Linked DNA regions of Zea mays: all the other regions are linked to region 1. The links are chromatin contacts, called in public Hi-C maps. All regions are on one chromosome and are shown on one strand. Each heading gives the region's core, a stretch centred on a gene start, on an enhancer-like site or on the middle of the called end of the contact. The rest is flanking DNA. Distances are from core to core; before and after follow the strand shown.

The links. A called contact is a pair of places that touch in the nucleus more often than the background predicts.
Region 2: a Hi-C map of endosperm shows a contact between it and region 1, with 2.8 times the contacts expected there. The contact joins the promoter of LOC100381529 here to the promoter of LOC100193636 in region 1. A contact is called at or near these places in 7 of 25 Hi-C or Micro-C datasets (ear, endosperm, leaf and 2 more).
Region 3: a contact with region 1 is called in a Hi-C map of leaf, with 4 times the contacts expected there. The contact joins the promoter of LOC541642 here to the promoter of LOC100193636 in region 1. A contact is called at or near these places in 2 of 25 Hi-C or Micro-C datasets (endosperm and leaf).

What each region holds. Positions count from the first base shown.
Region 1 is chr5:40,078,725-40,081,424 of Zm-B73-REFERENCE-NAM-5.0, forward strand. LOC100193636 reads right to left here and starts at 1,322. Exons shown (of 32, transcript NM_001358855.1): 1 at 1,009-1,322; 2 at 1-234. The coding sequence starts at 207.
Region 2 is chr5:39,917,128-39,919,827 of Zm-B73-REFERENCE-NAM-5.0, forward strand. It overlaps LOC100381529, which reads right to left and starts at 1,383. Exons shown (of 10, transcript NM_001361440.1): 1 at 1,014-1,383; 2 at 807-875; 3 at 570-705; 4 at 111-358. The coding sequence starts at 1,201.
Region 3 is chr5:40,258,938-40,261,637 of Zm-B73-REFERENCE-NAM-5.0, forward strand. It overlaps LOC541642 (histidine kinase 3), which reads left to right and starts at 1,370. Exons shown (of 13, transcript NM_001111397.1): 1 at 1,370-1,609; 2 at 2,210-2,464. The coding sequence starts at 1,370.

The DNA of each region.
Region 1 (2,700 bases), core at 72-2,571:
CTCTGTCCCAAAGGTCTCCAGGGCCCATATCCGGATGCTGCGCATGAACTTGACCGCGGCCATCCCATTGTTAGCGACTAGCACGCTGTGTATTGGCGAGTTACCACCAAGTGCCTTACAGAATTCATCGACCTCTGATGGAGAGGATGGATGACTCAAATTAGGCATCCCGTTCAGTATGCCGTTCAGTTGGTAGGGCTCCGCCATTATTTCACCCTGTGAAGTTCAGACCACCTGGTACGAGCAAAAGAAACAGATTGTTAGTATATTAATTATGATTACTGAGAGACGGTACTTAGATGAATATCAACAAATCACTACCACGATGCTACTCCCATTCATCATCAGACTAGTGCAAATTCATTCAGGCAAGCAATAGTTTATCAAATACCGTGAGGAAATGACAGCAAGTTAGTAGCAGAGAGTTGGCTATTTAAGCAGATCAAATGGCTCTGCACCAGCTGGTTGTATCGTGATAGAGCATAAACGCCAGCAGAATAGGGAGAGCAAGGACACAGTTTTTGATTTACTAAGCACAGTCGCAAAGGTAAGTAGGTTGACCATGTATGTGATGAGAGAAAAGTCGAGAGTAGATGTGAGTTCAAACACGAAAGGTGAATAAAGTCGAAACAAAGGGGACCAACCTCCGAACGCCAAAATACAAAACAACAAGCTCCCCTGACCAAACTGAAAAGGAAACCTACAGCTTCCTGTACTTGACAAGTTCCGATCGCCCGCAAGAGGTAGGATCTCTCCCTCCCCAAACCCCATTTGACACGCCCACAGCCTGCTCGAGAAAAAAACCCAACCGAGTGCCAATCGCCGCTGGGGAAGCAGGAGCGATCTAGTACCGGCGGCGCTGCCAGAAATCGCATTTGGTGAGCTGGATTGGGCTGGGGGACGGCAGCCTGCGCACGGCGCGACGCAAAATTCGAACATCCCGAGCGGAGCTGAGCTGAGCTGCCAGCGAAAACGGAGCAGAGAAAAACTGAGAGAGATTATACGTACGCACGCAGTTGCAGAGGCGTGGCTTGCGTTCGGCCGATCGCCGCCGAGGGGGAGGAGGAGGAGGAGAGGAAGGAGGAGTAGGATATGGGCAGCAGTGCGATCCAAGGGGCGCCTTAAATGCGTGCCGTTGAGCTACAGCAGCGCGTGCTCCCTCCCAGCCACCGCGGGAAGGGAGAGGGGGGCGCGACAGAAGGAGGTGGTGGTACGCCCCGGGCCGTGGCGACGCCGCTTGTGCTGCCTGCAGCAGCTGCCGCGCCAGCGGGGGGCTTTTAACTGCCCGCAGCGGTGGACCAGAGAGCTGCCGGGTAGAGAGAGAAGGCGGAAGGCGTGATGAGGAGGAGACTGGCATGTGGCAACAACAGGACAGGAGTGTGGTGAGGAGAGAGATGGAATTTGACTGGGAGATGGGAGGGAAGGAGAGATGGTTGGGGGTTGGATCAACTAACCCCCAACCCCAGCGGGTGCATCGCATCATCGTGACGCTGTCTCCCTCTTCAATATCAATCAATCAATGACATGTGATGACTCCATGGAATAGTAATTATCTGCATATATGTACTCTCTGCATTTTTAGGTTTTAAGAGTACTTCTAGAACACAAAAAAAATTATAAGAATTCGATAGAAATCTCATTTGCATCGGTTTATTTTTGCATAAAAAGTCATAGAAAAAATATTGTATTCTAAGGAGGCTCCAATTAAAGTAGAGTTCTTCTTTATGCAAAATTTCATGATCGTTGGCAAAATGTATTCCTTTCGTTATTTTTTATTTATCGTATTTTAGTTTATAAATAAACTAACGGATAACATATATTTGAGAACGGAGGTAGTATATAAAATTAAAACTCGTATCCAAATTGGGAAAAAACATTTTGATTTTAGAAGAAAAACTCATGATTTTGAGGGACCATATTAATATAGTAGCGTACTACGAACCTATTTGTTCCTTAACCATAATGTGATAATATCATGTCACATGTTAGTAGTGCATAGGTATGTTGGCAGTTTTTTTGGTTTAGTCGTCTCATAATGTGTCGTACTTTTTTAGCACTATATACCATCCGTTGTAGACCCGTTTTTATGCTAAAGTGTGTCACGAGCTACTGTTTACCAAAGGTTAAGCGTGGTTAGCACCAACCAAACTGGCCCTGCGTGTAAATACAATTGCAATTTGTCGACAAATGCTCTACCAACATGGCTATCGCTACCAGGGGGTGTTTGAATACACTAAAATTAATAGTTAGCTATTAAAATTAGCTGAGGCGTTCTAACAGTCTAACTAATAGTTTATCTATTAGCTACTTTTAGTAAATTAGCTACTAGTTAGCTAGATATTTGTTAGCTAGCTAAGGGTTTGTTTGGTTGGGTTGTGGCTGTGAAAAAAGCTGACGTGGGTTGTGAGCTGTAATAAAGCTAATGAGGGTTATGAGCCGTTAAAAGCTAAAACAGTTTGGTGATAACCACTAAAAGCCGTTAAAAGTTCTTCAATATATGTTTTCACAGTTCCATCTGAAAGCCACTAAGAGCAGGTCCAAGGGTGCTTTCAGTTATGCATTGCGAGAATGTCGGCTTTTAGAAAAAAAAACTGCTTCCTGGATCCATTCTTTTGGTTTGGCTTTTAGGGGGCAAAAGCCAAAAACTAAACCAAACACACCCTAATTCTATTAGCAATTTTTAGGCCCTATTTAGAACAC
Region 2 (2,700 bases), core at 133-2,632, 160 kb before region 1:
CCCATCCATGATTAACTTCACAACAATCCGGCCGCATTCAGAAAAACAGGAGTACTATATATTATGCTTTTTTTTGTCAGTGTTGTATGTTTTGAGTAGGATTTAAGTACTTGATGTCCTTCTTGATCTGCTCCACCTGCTCTTTCTTGGTGCCCTTGATGACATTGTCAGCACGGGCACCTTGGTTTGCGGCGACGAAGTCTGGGTTGAAAATGCCAGGGAGTGGCAGCATGGATTCCATGTAGGGCCTGAGCTGCTTCTGGAGGTGAAAGTCTAGGACCTTGGCCCTGGCCATGGCGTCGGCCATGTTCAGCTTGCTGATGTCCCATCCACCAAACACGATAGAGTTGGGGTCAACCTGCATGCATGATCCAAGCAATAGAATATGGCTATTATTGAAGAAATTAAAGGGATTTGCGTACATCACAGTGTCGACACAGCAAAACTGATACTTTTTTTTATCGAGGAAAATTACACATAATTAAATACGGGATAATCTTCATGTGCGTTCATGGATTGTGACGTGAATCGAGTGAAGAGGAGGTGCAGGGGGGAGAGAGCAGGATCACCATAGGCACGAGGCTCTTGAAAGGCGCGTAGACCTCCTCCCCGTTGTGGGAGCCGACCCTGATGGTGGAAGCCTGGGTCAGGGAGCCGAAGTAGTTGGCCTTGTGAACCTTCTCTTTCGTCTCCCACGAAATCCCTCTGCAAGAAAACACCATCGTCCGAATCGTGGAACAATAATATTGCAATACGGATGGAACATGGTGGAAGTGGCATTGCAGCTAATTGGATCATCAACTTACTCCCTGTTGGCGATCACCCCGGCCGTGAGCGTCGTCCCGTTGTTGCCGCCCCATCCGACGAGCATCACCCTGCAGCCAATGCATCGATCATTTGGAATGAAACGACGACGGCACGATTATTAGTCAATCGTTTATGATCGATCGACGATCGATCGATCTATCTATATATGGAGGCGGCCGGATCGATGAGTTGTTGGTTCTTCGCACCCCAGCTTTGGGACGTTGGTGCTGGTCTTGAAGTTGTAGGTGACGGACTTTGGGCGCACCACCCACCCCGCGCCGCCGCCATTCCCCGGCGGGACGACTTCGGTGGTGTCGTAGCGGTACTCCGACTGGATCTCGCCGTCGCCGTACTTCACCCGCGGGCTCTCCACCCGGAAGCTCTCCAAGAACATCTTCCGAACGGAACAGAACGCAGCAGCAGTCGACGATTGCGCGGACCCAACAGGTTCCTAGGGTTAATCCACCATTATATAGCTGCGCGCGGCGTCCACGTGGGGCGCGCCGCGGGAGCAGCGCGACCACTAAACGAGCGGTCGCGCGCGGTTTCGCCAGTGGCCTGGCCGCCTAACCACTTGTCTCTTCTACCATGCTTTCTAAATTTAGGCCATGTAGTATGGCGTTGATGGATTTTTCCACTTTGCTCAACGAATCGGAGCATGGATACTCCTTAATTTGTATAATAAATTAATAATAATCCAGACCGGAAAAAAATTCTACGTGAGGAGACGCGTGGAACTCTCATTCTCATGTATGATGTTTCGAATTGCATATATTTTTTTTTTGAACGAACGGCACGAGATTGTGCACGTTTCTATTAATAAAGAAGAGAGTGAAGCAGTGCCCAAGAGACACCGCAGGAAGGGTACATAGAGGTTACGTAATTACAGCATAGGTAAAAGCGCAAGAAGGTGCTTAGCACCTGCGACACCCCACAGCCTTGCCTCTGCCTTAATTGCTGATAGCAGATCTGCCACTGACCTCTCTTGCCTTTGGAAGGTGCGGTTGTTCCTTTCCAGCCAAATGTGCCAGACCACCAGTAGGAGCAGGGAGCGCGTTCCCTTTTTGGGCACAGCGACTGAGCCGACCATAAACCACCACTGCTTGATGGAAGTAGAGTCCGGCCAGGTAGCTGGAGCTAAAGGGCCAATGGAGAGCCAAGATGCTAGGGCGTCCCAAATTCTCCTCGAGTAGCGGCAACCAGCAATAATGTGATGAGCTGTCTCAGGGTGCCGCTTGCAAAGCGGACAAGAAGGACTGTGCGGCCATCCACGAGCTGCGAGCCTATCAGAGGTCCAAACCCGGTTGCGGATGATAAGCCAAGCGAATAGTTTGCATTTCGATGGCCCCCATGGCTTCCAAATAAGGGCTTTGAGATTGGAACAAGTGTGACCCATGAATTGAATCCGGTAAGCAGAGGCTGCAGAATATTCACCGGAGGCGTTGTAGATCCAATCGATGCGATCCTCTGTGTTCTGCACCAAGGAGACCGAATGGGCGAAGGACCAGAGCTCCACAAACTGTTTTAGATGATCCGCCGTGTGGATCGCGTGAAGATCAATGCGGTTGACCCACGTGCTGTCAGTCAAGGCCTCCCGAACAGAGAGCCTGCAGTCAGAGGAGGCAGCGAAGATGTCAGGCGCAATGTCCTTGGGTCGTCGACCGTTGACCCAGGCGCAATGCCAGAAGGAGGTCTTGGCGCCGTCGCCAATTGCGATTCTCGTGGCTGCTGCAAAGAGTAGTTTATCAGTGTCGTTGCAAGGGGTCTGTAACCCTGCCCAAGGGGCCTCTGGGACCTCCCACTCCCGCCACAGCCAGCGGAGCCGCAGCGCCCTTGCAAAGCGATGGATGTCAAGAACGCCGAGCCCCCCAAGATCCAACGGCCTCGCCACCG
Region 3 (2,700 bases), core at 120-2,619, 180 kb after region 1:
GAAAAATAAAAAGTGAAAACAACATGCACAACTACTCCCGCGGATGTAAAATAATTGAGATTATGATATTGGTATTAGTTAAATTTACTAAATGTAATTAGATTTATTAAAAATATCACTATTATTTGTATGACCAAATAATTTTATTATAAAATAGATTTAAAGATCTACAAACAATATTAATTATATATAAATATTAATATTCCATTATGTGTATTAAGTCAAAGTAAAAAAACATTTAACTCTTCAAAATATAAGAACGTAAAATGTTTTGTTTAGAGAGAATAGGTGCTTTTTTTTCCAATACAGAATGTGAACGCAGATGTCGGCGTCTACAACTGAAACCCCAAACAAACATCATTAGTTGTAAACTAAGCGGTTGTCCTGATATATTACTCGCACGGTTTACACATGACTTCATTGCTTAGACCTGTCTTGCAAGCAACGAAAGAAAGAGAAGGAAAAGAAAAACTGCAAGCCATGTTGGGAGCGCAATGAATAACCAATGTTGGGAGCAAAGAGGATGTTGTGAGAATGATGTGGACCTTCGACCCTTTCCCCACAAAATTTCCATTCCACCTCACCACCCTACCCCACACCACACCGCCTCTTTGCAGCTCGTTGTTGCTGGCCTGGATTGGCGTGGTTTGAGTTGTCACCATCTCTCCCTGACTCACCAAGATAGCTAGAGGCCTAGAGCTACAGCCTCTAGTACTTGCCACAGCAATAGCACAGCAGCTTTTCTGAGTAATAAACAACACCATTGCTCTTCTCTCTTCTCGTTTCTCTCCTGTATCCAGTTGTGGCTCACCACTGCTATTCTCTCTACCAGCAAGCAGCTCCTGCCTTTTGTTTTTCAGCTCCTGCTGCAGCCTTTCCCCTCCCACCACCCACCACACCCCCAAACCCGTGCAAGAAACCAGGAGCAGCAAAGCAACCGGCGCTGCAACTTGCTCCGGTGGCTTAAAGTTGGACAGAGTGGGCTCTTGGATCACCGTTCACCGGTCCCCGACCCACCGGCGTGCCACTGTTCTTGGACAGAGGGGGCAATCATTCGCGCCGCGGCAGTAGCCAACCTCCTCCGTTCTTGGATTGGCTCACAGCGTGCGACCGTGCGGGCCCCTCGAACCGAGCAACAAGCCAAGCAAGAACACCCACTCCCCTCTCTCCGGACTCCGCATGCGATTGCTGGCTCGGTGACGCGCTGCTGGCCTATCTCAAATCCTCAACTTACTTGCCTCCTCGGTTCTTTCTTGTGCTTCATGTGGCTCCTGCAACTCGCTGCAGCACCACTTGCGCTGTGTCGCCACGCGCTGTTTCTTGAGCCTCTTTGGTAGCTTTAGTGGTTGAAGCGAGGTCTGCTCACCCGATGGTTCCGAACGGAGCAGGGGAATGCGGCGGCGGCTGCCGGCGAGGGAAAGCAGCGCACGCCGGTGTCGGCGCTGTGGCTGGTTTCTTCTTATGTCTCTTGATGGTCTGGGCAGTTGGTGGGTCTGAAAGATCAGGTTGTGGCCGGGTGGCTGAGCACCACGGGGTGGTACGGGTGGGGCAGTTCAACCTCAGCAGGAGCCAGCTGCAGGCGTTGGTGTTCCTCCTCTCATCGACACATGTACTTGCCTCCCTGTTTACTCTGTCAATGTCATCTTCTTGGTTAGATTTCGGTTGTTCTAATCAAATGGAACAATGTTGCATGTTGTTGTATGGTCACTTAATTATCTAGTGCTATTTGGAATGATGAGTCTGTTCGCTGTTGTATTTCAGTAGTATCTGTGGTAAACATGACAGTGGTAGACATGACAGGAAGGGGAGATGTAAAAGATGCTTCAATGGAACGGGCCCATTCAAATATAGTCCCCCCGCCCCCCCTCATGTTGAATTCCAGATAGATCATTCCAGTACATATTTATAAAATAGAAATATCCGTGCAAATCAGAAGAATATACATGTTAATGGAATGAAACATAGTTACTTTTCCGATGAAATATTTGTACTTCCTAGTCCAACTAAGAGTTTAAAGTATTGTTTCCAATAGATGCCTGATCAAATAGTTGTTTCTGCAGTATCATATGATCACTAGAAATCTAGAATTAACAATGTTTTTTGGGCAATATAAATTTCTATTCATTCATCATGCACAAGTTCCTCACTAGTAATTTAGTATACATTCCTCACTGTCACTTTCAACTATGTCTTTGCATTTGTTTTGTAGAAAGAATGTATGGTAAATTCTGGAATGGTCCATGATGGGAATCAAGTCAATGGTGCGTCTTTTATCCCAGATATTCGTTGCATTCGAGATAGGATATATGATGGAAAACAGAATTGGTTGAAGGATGCAATTCTTCAAGAATCTTGCACAGCACAAGATAAATATGGCCTAAATAGTCATGCACCTGCAGTATTGGAAGATAAGTTATTGCAAAATGTTATACAAGAAGACATTAATTCTACCACGCAGTGCAATGTGAGTGTTTTATGTTTCATTTTATTTTCTCTTGTACAGGCTTGGTGATTTGCAGCTTGTCTAGACTTTGCAATATAAAGCAAAGTTAGAGTTAGATTTAGTGAAACAAATAGTTTCTATAATGAATTCGCTGATCATCTGGAACCTAAATTAGTTACATGTAAACATGTTTTTCTATACATGTGTGAGCATCGTAGATATTTCATATATGTTTAAAGGGTATTTAGTTGCGTTGG